Linked DNA regions of Drosophila melanogaster: region 2 is linked to region 1. A link is a contact called in public Hi-C data. All regions are on one chromosome and are shown on one strand. Each heading gives the region's core, a stretch centred on a gene start, on an enhancer-like site or on the middle of the called end of the contact. The rest is flanking DNA. Distances are from core to core; before and after follow the strand shown. Region 1 holds the start of Atg17 (Autophagy-related 17). Region 2 holds the start of cas (castor).

The links. Hi-C and Micro-C count contacts between places; a contact is called where the count stands out from the background.
Region 2: a contact with region 1 is called in a Hi-C map of the Kc167 cell line, with 1.4 times the contacts expected there. The contact joins the promoter of cas here to the enhancer-like site in region 1. A contact is called at or near these places in 55 of 107 Hi-C or Micro-C datasets (the Clone 8 cell line, the D17-c3 cell line, the Kc167 cell line and 21 more) and 3 of 6 datasets of contacts at active chromatin or transcription factors (the Kc167 cell line and the S2 cell line).

Annotation. Positions count from the first base shown.
Region 1 is chr3R:5,668,590-5,674,792 of dm6, reverse strand. Atg17 (Autophagy-related 17) reads right to left here and starts at 5,080. Exons shown (of 5, transcript NM_206434.2): 1 at 4,221-5,080; 2 at 1-1,303. The coding sequence starts at 1,084. It overlaps Xe7 (Xe7,), which reads left to right and starts at 5,459. Exons shown (of 8, transcript NM_169093.3): 1 at 5,459-6,166. The coding sequence starts at 5,966. Within about 2 kb of position 1,717, at least 11 of the 39 cell types and tissues checked have an H3K27ac peak or open chromatin away from gene starts, as enhancers often do. A contact at or near this core is called in the D17-c3 cell line, the Kc167 cell line, the S2 cell line and 2 more, where this site is marked.
Region 2 is chr3R:5,712,964-5,719,136 of dm6, reverse strand. cas (castor) reads left to right here and starts at 2,332. Exons shown (of 4, transcript NM_079938.4): 1 at 2,332-3,376; 2 at 3,916-4,609; 3 at 4,680-5,113; 4 at 5,185-6,162. The coding sequence starts at 2,525. The coding sequence ends at 5,586.

The DNA of each region.
Region 1 (6,203 bases), core at 468-2,967:
GCACCATCTTCTTGATCCGGAACTTAAACTCCTCCAGCTTGCAGAGACGGTCGCCGAGGCCCTTGATCTCCTTAACATCGGCCTGGTTGGCCAACTTAATGATCTGATTGACTTCCTCTTTCAGCTTCTCGTAAATTTCCACACTGAAGACGTCCAGTCCCTGGATGCACTCATCTGACATAAGCTGCAGAGCCCTATGGTTACCCTTGGAACTGATCCACTGCAGCAGGTTCAGGTTTGGGCGACGGGCAAGCGAACTGCTGCTCGTCAAAGTCTGAACACCGCGCTCCGTTTGCTCACCAGATTCTGTTTCCACCTCGTCGCCCATTTTGAGCTTCTTATTGGGGGAGTCAGCTTGCGAGGATTCGGTGAGCGCCTGCTGCTGCGGCGTTGGTTGTTGCTGGGCAGTAAACACGTCGTCGTTATCCAACAGTTCGTCAAAGCCATGGAAATCGGCCTCGGCAAGAGACATTAGATCAGGGAGTATGGGAATCCTGCCCAGCTGCTTGAGATCATCGGGAAAGTTACGCAGCAGCTCCAAAAAGCTTTCTCGTTTCTGGAGATGCCGGTCAAAGAAGGAGCAGAAATTCTGGAAGCGGTCGCAAAACTCGTTCGTCAGATCCTCCATATTGGCCACCACAGCCGACCAGCCCTGCTGCTGAAGGTGCTGCTCGTGAACCAGACGCTCGCACTGATCCTCCTCCTTTCTGGCCAGCTCTCGCATGTGTTGAGCCAGCTGTGCCCGCTGACGCACTGTCTCCAGGGCCGGAGGTAACCGGTGACTTTCCTCTACCTGACGACGGAGCTCGTTGTCCGCGTCCGAGTTGTATATCGTGGGCGGTAGGCGCTCATCACCCGTGAGAAACATATAGATGGGATTGGTGTCGGTGCCAGCTGAGTAGCACGACACTTGGGTGGAGTGCGTGAGCATTTCGCCTCCGCTCACTAGCAAAACAATGTTGGCGGCCGGGATGTTGTGCAGCTTCTGGATCGTCTCCTTGAGATGCTCCACTGGCTGCAGTGCAACGTTCATGTCAAAGCTTAGCATGCGGCCGACATCTACGTGGAACACGTACAGCATCATGGAGCCGTTGGTTTTTCACTGTCTCCTCGACTTGGCTACCGCTGTCTGGCGGGGATACTCCCGCTTCTCCCTCTCCCACGCCCGCTTCGCCTCCCTCTAATCCTGGTCCTGTCGTCTCTCGAATGGTTTGGCAGTGCTTCAGACGATATAATGGTATTCCCTCATCGGCACGTGTGCTTGTACTTTTGGTTTTGTTATACTCGTGTTGTTAGTGTTAAGCTGCCAGAGAAAAGAAACAACGAATACGAATGAGTAAAGATAGTCTTATTTGTGATACGCATTTAACTTATTAAGTGTGTTTCATTACTATGTAGTAAAGCTGTTTTTGTTTTTATTTAAATGAAGCTCAAAGAAGTAACAAACAATATGACATTTTAGCGTTACGAATTTTTAATGCACTTTATATTTAGCAACAAACAACAACGTTAGTGTAATTTCAGAATATTTGTAAAAAATTGTATCGTTTTTGTCGTTTTAAGCCCTAAAACCACACTCTACCGCTTTCAACGATTGCATCCACTAGTAATCCACCGCAGAGGCAGAGAATAGCCTAGCTACTTTGAAGCCATTGACTGGATCACTTGTGATACCCAACAGCTGTTAGACAGACTGTCGCTGGTGCTTTTTGCTCTCTTTGTGTCGTCAGAGGGACAATCTGAGGGTAGGCGCGCGGTGAGGGAGGTAGTACAAATGTTAATGACTAACTGGGCCATTTCCGAGTCGCAATAAAAAATAGCAGGCCGAGCATGTGCACAGACGCTTATTAAATTTTATTTTTATATTTTGTTTACAATTTAGCCTCGCAGACGGCTTTTAGCGATAAGGCGCATAACAGGGAAAGCGGAAAAGCGGAAAGAGCATGGCTCCACACTCGGCACACGCGCATTCACTCTTCCCCACACTATTTATTTATTTGCGAGCTGTAAACAGCAGCGCACCAGAACAACAACATCGTGAAACGTGTTATCAACGCACCTTGATTTGAACACGTCTAGACTTGCGGGTGGTTCGAAAACAAATGATCATCGCAGAGAGCGCACGACTAAAGACGGAGAATATTTGAGCGGATGAGAGAGCGCCGCACGTGTGTGACGATGATTTAGCTATTTTTTAGCTAGAAGTTCCCAACTAAAAGAAGGGAGTTGCATCAAGTAAATTCAGTTGAATTAAACAAAAGCAGCATCACCAATTCAGCTCCTCGTGTGAATCACAAATAAACCATATTTAATTAATTTGTTAATTTCGAGAAAGTTCTTGTACCTACTTTTGTTTCAATCATAATTAGTCGGAGAATTAAAGATCGATGCCAACGCCGATCATGAGTCAATGCCAACGCCGACGCACCAGCGTTTACCTGACCCCGCGGTCCTTCTTTTACCTAAGCCAATTTCACCATTCCGTCAAACTAAACTTCTAAATTTCCAAGACGCGGTTTATTACGGATGGTTTTCTCAAAATTGTCCACAGTTTGCGAACATGTGTAACGGTACGCCGCTTTTATATCTGATGAAATACCAGGAACGATTAGCTCAGGATCATCTGTAATGCCGAGGTAAAATTACCAGGTACACTTAAGCAAATTGATGAAATACATAGCCGTTGGAATTGACAGACAGACAGCACTAATCAGCCAAATTGTGATTACCAATGGCATGCCCCAATGCAATTATCGCGGACCCTTCAACCCAAATCACGATAGCGAGCAAGCCCCGAACTGATAAGATCTTATCAGAGGGATGGTGAGCTGTATCTGTGTTACACATTTCGGGGTATGTATCGATATATGTGTGATAACCGGGGGAACTTCAAAAATGTGATTGCCTGGATAGCTCGGAACCAGATGTTGCATTATGTTGTCTTGATATTCCGGTTTTAAAGCATTGGATATAATGTTCATATGTATATGTATGTGCGTATATTGCTAAGTATTCTACCACATAATTCGAATATTGTTTGTTATCTAAGACTTCAAAAATAACACCTGTTGGATGTAAAAACGAATTTTAATAAATAGAATGTACGACAATTTAGATACATATCTATTACACTTTTTTGCCTACTTGAGATATAACGACTGCTTATAAAGTTAATATGGCGTTGATGCAGGAAATCTAAACTAGTGGATCTTTGATTAGGGGTGTAAGTCTAGGTGACGTCACGGTGCCGAACAGCGGACTTGTAGGCGAAGAGGGAGAAGAGGACGGCAATCAGAAACCCTGAACCAAGCCGAGTCAACTGAAACTGAACTCCTCTGTCACTGCAAACTGATTACAGCGCAGTCAGAGTTTATCAGCTCTCCCTTCTTTTTTTTGTCCTTGTGGGGGGCAAAATAAAAACACTTTCTCTCAGGGAGAACGATTATGAGAGCGGCGGACTGGCGTTTGGTTATGCATGTGTGTTTGTGTGAGTGTCTAACTGCAATTAATAGTATGTGTCCCCTGCACTTAATTATTATGTACATATATGTACATCATCTTAAAGGGGTATAAACTGCATATGACTCACGCAAAAACTCCAACTGCAGTAAACAAGTTAAGCCAAGAAACAGAAAAGAGAAAAACAAAGAACAGCAGACCATTAAAACAGCAGATAATTAAAACCTAAAAATCGGTTGTAGTGTAGTAGAGTAAACATGGTCAGCTGATCGCCTGCATCTTATCGATATTCGATAATTCGATCTGCAACTCATTCTACGGGTTCCCTTTCCCCACTCCATCCGCTTCTTTCCTTCTGGTTCGCTCTCTCAGCTGTTGTTTTGCTTTGTTCCTTCTTGTTTTGCACTTATTCGGGTGCAGTGCAGTTAACAGGAAAAAGCTCTCGAATGACGAACAAATGCACACAGACACCGAGTTATTCTTGTAAAATATGTAAATTATGGCAATTAATTGCAATTTGGCTCAAACGGACGCACAAAACAACCAAAGCGTGAGGGTTGCTGACGTTCTTAAAAAAACAATAAAGAAAATGGCAGCAGGTGTATGTAGTTGCACTTGTTGTAAAGGCGGATGGGGAAAGGGGTGGAAAAAGAAGACGGATGGAATTTCTGCAGTGAAAAGGGCGTCGTCGGATCCCCTGGCGTTGGTGTGCTTTAAACTATAACTAACGGTTAATTAAACCATACCCTACTCACACTCACCTTATATTCTTTAATCAATTTCCACAATGGTCTCCAGTGGGACTGTGTTGCGTGTGTGTGAGTGTACGTGTGTGAAGTGTTATTGTTGCCTGGTTGTGTGCGCGGTGTGTTCGTGTTTTGGCTTTAATCAATTGTAAACGGGCACGAACACACAGGCTCTGCAAATTATTTTACATCAGCTGTAGCTGTATCTGTTTTCAAATGTGTTTATGTGATTGTTTTTATTTGCAACAGCAACAATAACATTTGTATCGCTTCTTCTTTATTTTCGCTCGTCTGCTGCTTCCTCTCTTTCAACGCCACTGTGTTGTTTTATTCTCTTCCTCGCCTTCCACGCTCTTCTTATTTATTTTGTATGGCTCTGCTTCTTCTCTTGCCTGCGTATTACCTATTACTTTAAAAACTATTTTCGTTGCGTATCAAATGTGCAAAAAGCATTAACTCGACTCTTCTTTTAGTCCCAATGTCTATCAATATGTTCGAGCAAGGAAATATTTTCCAAATAATTTATGCTGTTTTCGTTTTTCTCATTTCCTTCTGTTCTTCGCTGTTGCCCTCCTTTTCTTAATCTATTTCTTTGTCTATCACAATTGCGTTGTTGTTGCTACTGCTGCTGCTGCTGTGAGTGTTGTTGTTGTTGTTGTTAGTGCTTGCTTATGCTTTCTGTTTGCTGCTGCTTGTTGTTGTTGGCAGTTTTACTTTTCGCGTCAGTTTTTTGCCATTTACACGATGCGGGCACGGGAGCCTTTTAGGTATTTGGAGTCACACAATTTCACTCACGCATTTTGTTGCTTTGCTTAGATTTCTAATTAAATTAAATGGTATAAAAATTAAATAACGCACTTCGTTCTCACTTTTTTTTGTCTTTGCTTATGCCTCGCGATGTGAGAATGACAACATATTTTCAAGTTGATATCGATAACAGAGCTGGTGCGGAAACGATACTCAATAGCTGCCAACTTGTTTTTAAATGCCCGGCCTCCAGTGCGACGTATTAATTCTAAGAGTTACAAAATGTCCAAATGATTTTTATGAACATTATTTAAATTAAATTTAAATATCTCAGGTTAATATTGGGGTCTCCATTTAGTATTTGTGGCTTCAAAAGTTTATTTAGTGTGTATATCCCCGCATTAACATTAATTTTGGTTAAGTATTTGTTGCACCTTGCTTCTTACACCAGCTTACACCATTCTGTTTAGCCCTTGAGAATACCATCAACTGCCCAGAGAACCCTGTTTTTAGTCCATCCCTATTCGTTTCGTAAATCAAACCTATCGAAAGTCGGCCGCCTCTAGTGAAAAGTGCAAATAAAATAACCCAATAGAGTTTTTATTTTAGCAAATAGCGCAGCATCCGCACATAAAAAGTCACAGCATTTATTATACTTAAGTAGCATTAGCAGCGGTCGAAAGTTAAGGTGGCCCAAGTCCCTACAACAAACCGATACGGGCACCCATCAAAATCTTCCTCCTTAGCACACCTCCCCCCCCCCCCCCCCCCATTCTCATCTAGACACATTCACACTCACACCCACACTCATGAAACACTCATCTACGCAAGGGACACGGGCGGCATTTTCCTTTTGCATTATCCTGGGCGATTCTTGGGATGTCTCCTTAGGGTCTAGCTCTATGCTTGGGAGTCTTACTTGGTAATAGACACACAAATATTACTTTCTGTATTTTGCCTCATTACATTGCACTGTTTCGAAACGAAAAACCGAAAAAAAACACTTTTTCAAAATGACCCACATCCAGACTATAGAAAATGTGGCAGACTGCATTCCTTTTTACTTGCCGCACAGCTTGTACCTCAAGCCGCTGGCCAAAATGCAAATCTCCGTGTCGCTGCCGACGATCAAGTCCGGCAAATCCGTATCTAACCTGGAGATAATGGACAAACTGGGCGCCGAGCTTAAGCCGGACAAGTTTCTCCTGCTCAAAGTAAGTTAATAATCTTATCTTAACTCTGTGCATGCCA
Region 2 (6,173 bases), core at 1,083-3,582, 44 kb before region 1:
AATAGGTAAATAGGGTGTGCATGCCCACTGAAGAGCCCCTCGGATTGAATATTCAAAGGCCTAATGTTTACTTTTTAGCATAAATCGTGAAAATTGGGAAAAAGGACAAAGAAATCGAAGTGCCACAGGCAATTGGCGTAATTAGACAGATAGATGTGAGATATCTTCTCCGCTCAAATTGTTCTCGAGGATTTTCTCACGTTGATAACTTGCTCCTCTGTACAGTAACTGCTCCTGTAGACGGACTTCAATAGCAATTAAATCCCCATAACGACTGTTCAGTCTGTGACAAGCCCTTCAGTTGGCTAATTGATTTGCCAGTGTAATGCTAATGCCATAGTTACAATATTTGCCGCTTCATGGAATCAGGATCCGATCCTCTGAACTCGTCCTGCGATAACTCCAATCAACTGAGCTGGCCAGCAACAACACTTAACAAAGGCGACTAACAAAAGTTTTCTATTTCGAAACATTTGTAACTGAATATGAAATTGTCATATGTAAATTCCAGATCCAAATGCAAAAGCATAAACGCGAAGTAAGACTGTGAATGAACCTAAATGTATGGGCTTTTGTTCGCATTTTCATGCAGATTTCCGTACTCCGTTGCCATTTTACAATGTGGCATGGAACCTTTTCTGTAATCAATAGCTCCCAACCCGCTTTATTTGCCTCTCTGCTCTGGCTGCGTTATCCATGTCACTCAATTATGGCAACAATTGGTAAATCCCAATCCCACTTCAATCCCAATTCGCCAACCAAGTGACAAACCATATCCAGGCCTGATCCTGCAGCCTGTACTCTGCTCTGCTCTCTCACCTTGCCCATTGCCGAGTAAAATGCAAATCCAAAATCAATCGTACTCCGCCCCTCGTCCTCCGGCAATCGATTCGTCGATATTCGGGGATTCCCTTCCTGATTTGCATAAGTTTCCAGATAGCGCGCGTGCGCAGTCGATCGGCGCACCCGAATCCGTAATGCGGAGCAAACCCTCCTCCCCGATGTAGTGCAGGTCCATTTGCATAACACTGGCTGGAGGAGCTGGTGATCCGGATGTCGAACTTCCTACCCGATCGCCCGCTCCGCCTCGGGACGATGTGCCAAAATTATGCAAATGTTTTACACCAATAATTTATGCAAATTACGATCCGCAAAGGATTTGGTGATCCTGCGCAGCGGATGTTACACGTAGATGTCGCCAGCTTCAAATCGAAAATGTTTTTTAGGGGTTTGCTCAAGTTCAGAATTTCTGCAAACGTTTTTTTATATGGTAATTTTTTTTTGCAATGGGTCTTAGGAAATATTTGGCATTTTTAATTGTGTTTTTTTGCACGATTGTAATGCAGATTTTTTGCTCGATTGTAATTTTAATTTGCAAATTTGGGTTTTTATTTTTTGCATTTGAATGGATTTCGATTCGATTATTTCAAAAAGGACAGGCAGCTGCTCCAGCTTGATATCCTTTTTGCAACGCGCCAATTTCTTAAAAATCATTTCGATTCCCAGTTTTGCCGAAATTTTTGTGCACACAATTTGCATAGAGATGTGAAGGAAAAGGGAACAAAGATGCGATTCTATACTTTAAACGTTCTAAGATTTGATTATATTTATGGTAATAGGCGAATAAGATTGCCGATGCCAATATTTAGTGTGAGAAAGTATTTTTGAAAATCTTTTTTGAAATCGCTTATGAAAAAAATACTGTAGACGTCGAAATATTTAAAATATTCATCTTAGAATATGTATTTTTTGATAGAATAGAAAATATATAGAGATAATAACAAAAAATTTAAAATAATTAACTATACAGTTTCTTGTGCCCAGATAACTTATTTACCCACTTTCTGCACGTAACTTTGCCGTAATTTGCCGTAATATCTTTGCAAATTGCCTGCGATTTTGGATAAAATTCCTCTGCTGATCTGTGCTCTTCTTTCATTTGCTGTCCCTTTCTAACGCACGTTGGCCATGCGGGATTCCTTCACAAATACACGCTCCTCTTTCGCATTTTTTTTTACCGAAAAACCTCTCTTTTCTAGATAAATTTACATTACCGCTGGCGTTTTATTGGTCGAGAAAAGCGAGCAAAAAAACGGAAACCAGCCGAAAACAAGCTGGGTTTTCCCAGAGCATTTTCCTGCGAAGGGTCGGTTAAAAAACTAGGGGATGAAGGTCGAACCACCACCACCAACGGACTTCTCATTTTATTCGTTTTTTAAGAGAGCGAGAGCGGCGAGATCGGTTTTTTAAGAGAACCGGTGGCGAGAGGGTTGCACTTGGGCATGGATTTGCGCAATTTTTGCTATATTAGCCGGAGGCCGCGGAAGAGTTGAAGCAGTTTGAGCCTCGCAGCCGAACTTTGAGGATCGCTGAGACGAGACGCCGTGCAAGAAAGTCGATCCAAAATCCGAAATTCGAAATCCGTGCTGTGATCTGTGCTGAATATAGTGAAGAAATCTTAAAGAATTTTCAAAAAGAAATCCCAGTGCTGTGCTGAATATATCCGCGAAAGTGTGCCACAAAAATGTCCAACCAAATGGAGTTTATTATGCAACTCTACATGATGAACTTGATGAAGCAGCAGCAGCAAATGCAGCTCCAGCTTCCGCAGCAGCAACAGCAGCAGCAGCTGGCTGGATACACTTACACACAGAACGAGGATATCTCTAGCAGCACATCCGTGCAGCAGCAACAGCAGCAGCAGCAGGAGCAACTGCAGCAGCCACAGCCAGATCTCCGCAAGACAAGAACGCACAAGCGCATTAGCTCGCAAAACACCAACTGTAGTAGTAGCCGTAGTTGTAGTCCCAATAGTAATTTGATTGCTTTTCAACCACAACAATACCCAGGCGCTACAGCGGCAACTCCTTCCACTCCCAACAGCCACCCCAGCAACCTGGTCAACCAGATGCTGCTCCAAAGCCTGCCGCCGCTGACGCAGCTCATGTTGCAGCAGCAGCAGCAGCAACATTTGCTGACCACCTCCAACCTTCTACTAACACCCACCCACACCCCCAGTTCGCTGGGCAAGCAGGATCCACTGCAGCATCCGTTGTTGCTGGGCCAGTTTGCCGGCTCCGAACAGATGGCCACAAATAACTTCCTTCAATCATCCACAGTGACCTCCACGCCCATCGAGAGAGAGAAGGCAGCCACACCAGCACCCTCCGCCGGAGCAACTGCCGGCAACCTTTCGGCGGCCCAGGTCAAGTTTGAGCAGGAGTCCGCCGACGACGATGAGGACGATGATAAGCCGCTGTCCAGCCTCACCAGCTGCAGCTCCTCGGGCCACACCAACGCCAGCTCCGAGAAGCTGCTGTTGTCGGGCGTCCATCCGCTGGAGTCAACCACCGACAGCCTAGACTCACCCAGCATGGTAAGTGATCCGGGGATCTAGAAGGATCTTAACAGTTTCTTTTATCTCGTTTTATCACCATCAATTTTAAAGATACTGTCACTTGCAGTGGCAACTACGTAGTCAAAAAGCTATATATTGCGCATTTTTGTATTAGTACATTTGATTTAAATTCTAAATTCATCCCAACAGCTTGGTTCGCCATACTTCACAAACCTTTTCCAGTTGCAAAATAGACCATTTTCCAATTTCCAATTCAGAAAGCACTATATTTGTTCCCTATTTTGCTTTGTTTTTTTTTTTTTTTGGCTATGTCCCACGCTCTGTTGCTGTAATTTGAGAAAAAACGATTCGTGATTTTTGAGATTTAAGTGTGAGAGTAGCCAGAAAGCTCGCGATTCCGGGGAAAAGAAACAGCTGTGTCGGCAACGCGTGGGTTCTCTTGGTGGCTCGATCGCTGCCCAGCTGGGCACCAGGCAGTCTGAGCTGGGGATCTCACAGATGCATCCGTGTGTTGGTATTGACTCTAAAGTTCTTCCACCCTCTTTTTCCCACTGCAGTATACGCCCGTCAAGCAGCCGGCGGACTCATCGTACGGACTCATCACACCCGTCGACAGTGATCTGACCCCCAACACACCCCTCCAACCGACCCAAACAATATCCCTGCTGACGCCGCCGTCGAGTGAGCAGAGCAAGAGCCTGGTGAGCCTCTCGGCGGCCAGCGGCCTGGATGCTCTGCTCCAGAACGAGGAGGTACTGAAGAACCTGCGGAAAGTGTCCTCCTACCTGGAGTGCGAGAACAGCCTGTGCAGGCAGGAGAACCTGCGGGAGCACTTCCATTGCCACGAGGAGCCCTGCCAGGGCAAGATCCTGAGCAAGAAGGACGACATCATCCGGCACCTGAAGTGGCACAAGAAGCGCAAGGAAAGCCTCAAGCTGGGCTTTGCCCGCTTCTCCTCCTCGGACGACTGTGCACCAGCCTACGGAGAGGGTTGCGCCTACAACTGGAAACAGACCCACTACCACTGCGTCTACGAGCACTGTCCCAAGGTGTATGTGAGCACCAGTGACGTCCAGATGCATGCCAATTTCCACCGCAAGGACTCCGAGATCGTGAACGAGGGCTTCCGGCGCTTCCGGGCGCACGAGACCTGCCGCATCGAGGATTGCCCCTTTTTCGGCAAGAAGATCTCCCACTACCACTGCTGTCGCGAGGGATGCACCCACACCTTCAAGAACAAGGCCGATATGGGTAAGTCTACTTGGAAAGCTTATTAGCTGAACTTAGTTAATATATCATATATGTATTTCTCCTTGCTTAGACAAGCACAAAACTTACCATCTGAAGGACCACCAGCTGAAGATGGACGGCTTCAAGAAGATCCTGAAGACCGAGGTATGTCCCTTCGACGCCTGCAAGTTCTCCACCGTCTGCAACCACATCCACTGCGTCCGCGAGGGCTGCGACTACATCCTGCACTCCAGCAGCCAGATGATCAGCCACAAGAGAAAGCACGATCGTCAGGACGGAGAGCAGGCGTACCAGCAGTTTAAGATCAAGCAGGACGTGGAGGAGTCCTCCCTGGATGCCATGCCCCAGCAGCAGCAGCAGCAGCAGCAGCAGCAGCCCACCAGCCTTAGTCAATCCCAGAGCAGCAGCTCTGTATGCGGCGGCAGCAACACCTCCACTCCACTCTCCTCTTTGTCCGCCGAGCACTTCCTGGCTCGGAAACGCGGCAGGCCACCCAAGAAAATCGTAAGTTTGTCTGTATATTTTGGGTAATTTTCCGCGACATTAAATAGGCATATTTTCTCAATCCACCACAGCAACTGCCAGCCGACGCTCAGCAGTCGGAAGCCAAGCGCCTGAAAGTCGAAGACGAGTCCTCTAATCCCGCCATGCTCCTGCCCCAGTCCCAGCCAGCAGCCGCTGTGCATCCGCTGACAAGTGGACTCTTTCCCGGTCTCCTGCCCGCTGCCGCCGCTCCTGGAGTGGATCCCACAGCCCCTAACTTCCAGCTCACCCACCTGATGGCCCTCTTCCAGTTGCAGAATCCCCTCTTCTACCAGAACCTCTATCCGGGAATGACCCAGAATTCCTCCATGCTCGGCAACCTGGCAGCACTTAGCGCCGCATCGGCAGCAGCGGCGGCGGCAGCGGCGGCAAATGGAGCCGGAGTCCAGCAGCCGAAGGCAGAGTTTAGCTTTAAGCCAGAGTTTAAGGAGTAGGAAGGATGCGTGTCCTTAGGGTATTTTGCCAGCTACTTAGTTTGACCGACGGACGTTGGACATTGTACATACGCGCTTTAAGCAGGTTTAGGTGGGTTTTTTTGTGGGTTCAGGCAGATCCAGGACAAGGCATCCTTCCCTCCACAAAAACCAACTCAGCCACACTTTGAGAACCTAGAAGTCCCCTATACAAAGTGTAGCTGAATTGGCTTTTGCCAAACATTTTCCCCTTTAGCTTAGATTCTCTCAGTGCCACATTAATTTTTAAAATTTTCAGCCATTTTAAATAAAAAGGAAGAACTTTCTGAATTTAAGTTTGACTAAACTGTGATGTTTTCATTAGAGTAGCCTCTTTTAATTGATAGAGCGAGTGCAGGCTATGCAGGATATGCAGGACTTAGGAGACTTGGATTGTCAATAACATAGCGTCTAAGCATTACATTGTATGTGATATACTAATAAATAATGGCTAATTGTTTTTGCTTTATAATTTAAGGGAATAATATTATAATTCTAATTATAAACTTTAGTAAAATCAGCATTCTTCTATAATAAATAAGTCAACATTACCTGAATAAATTTTATTA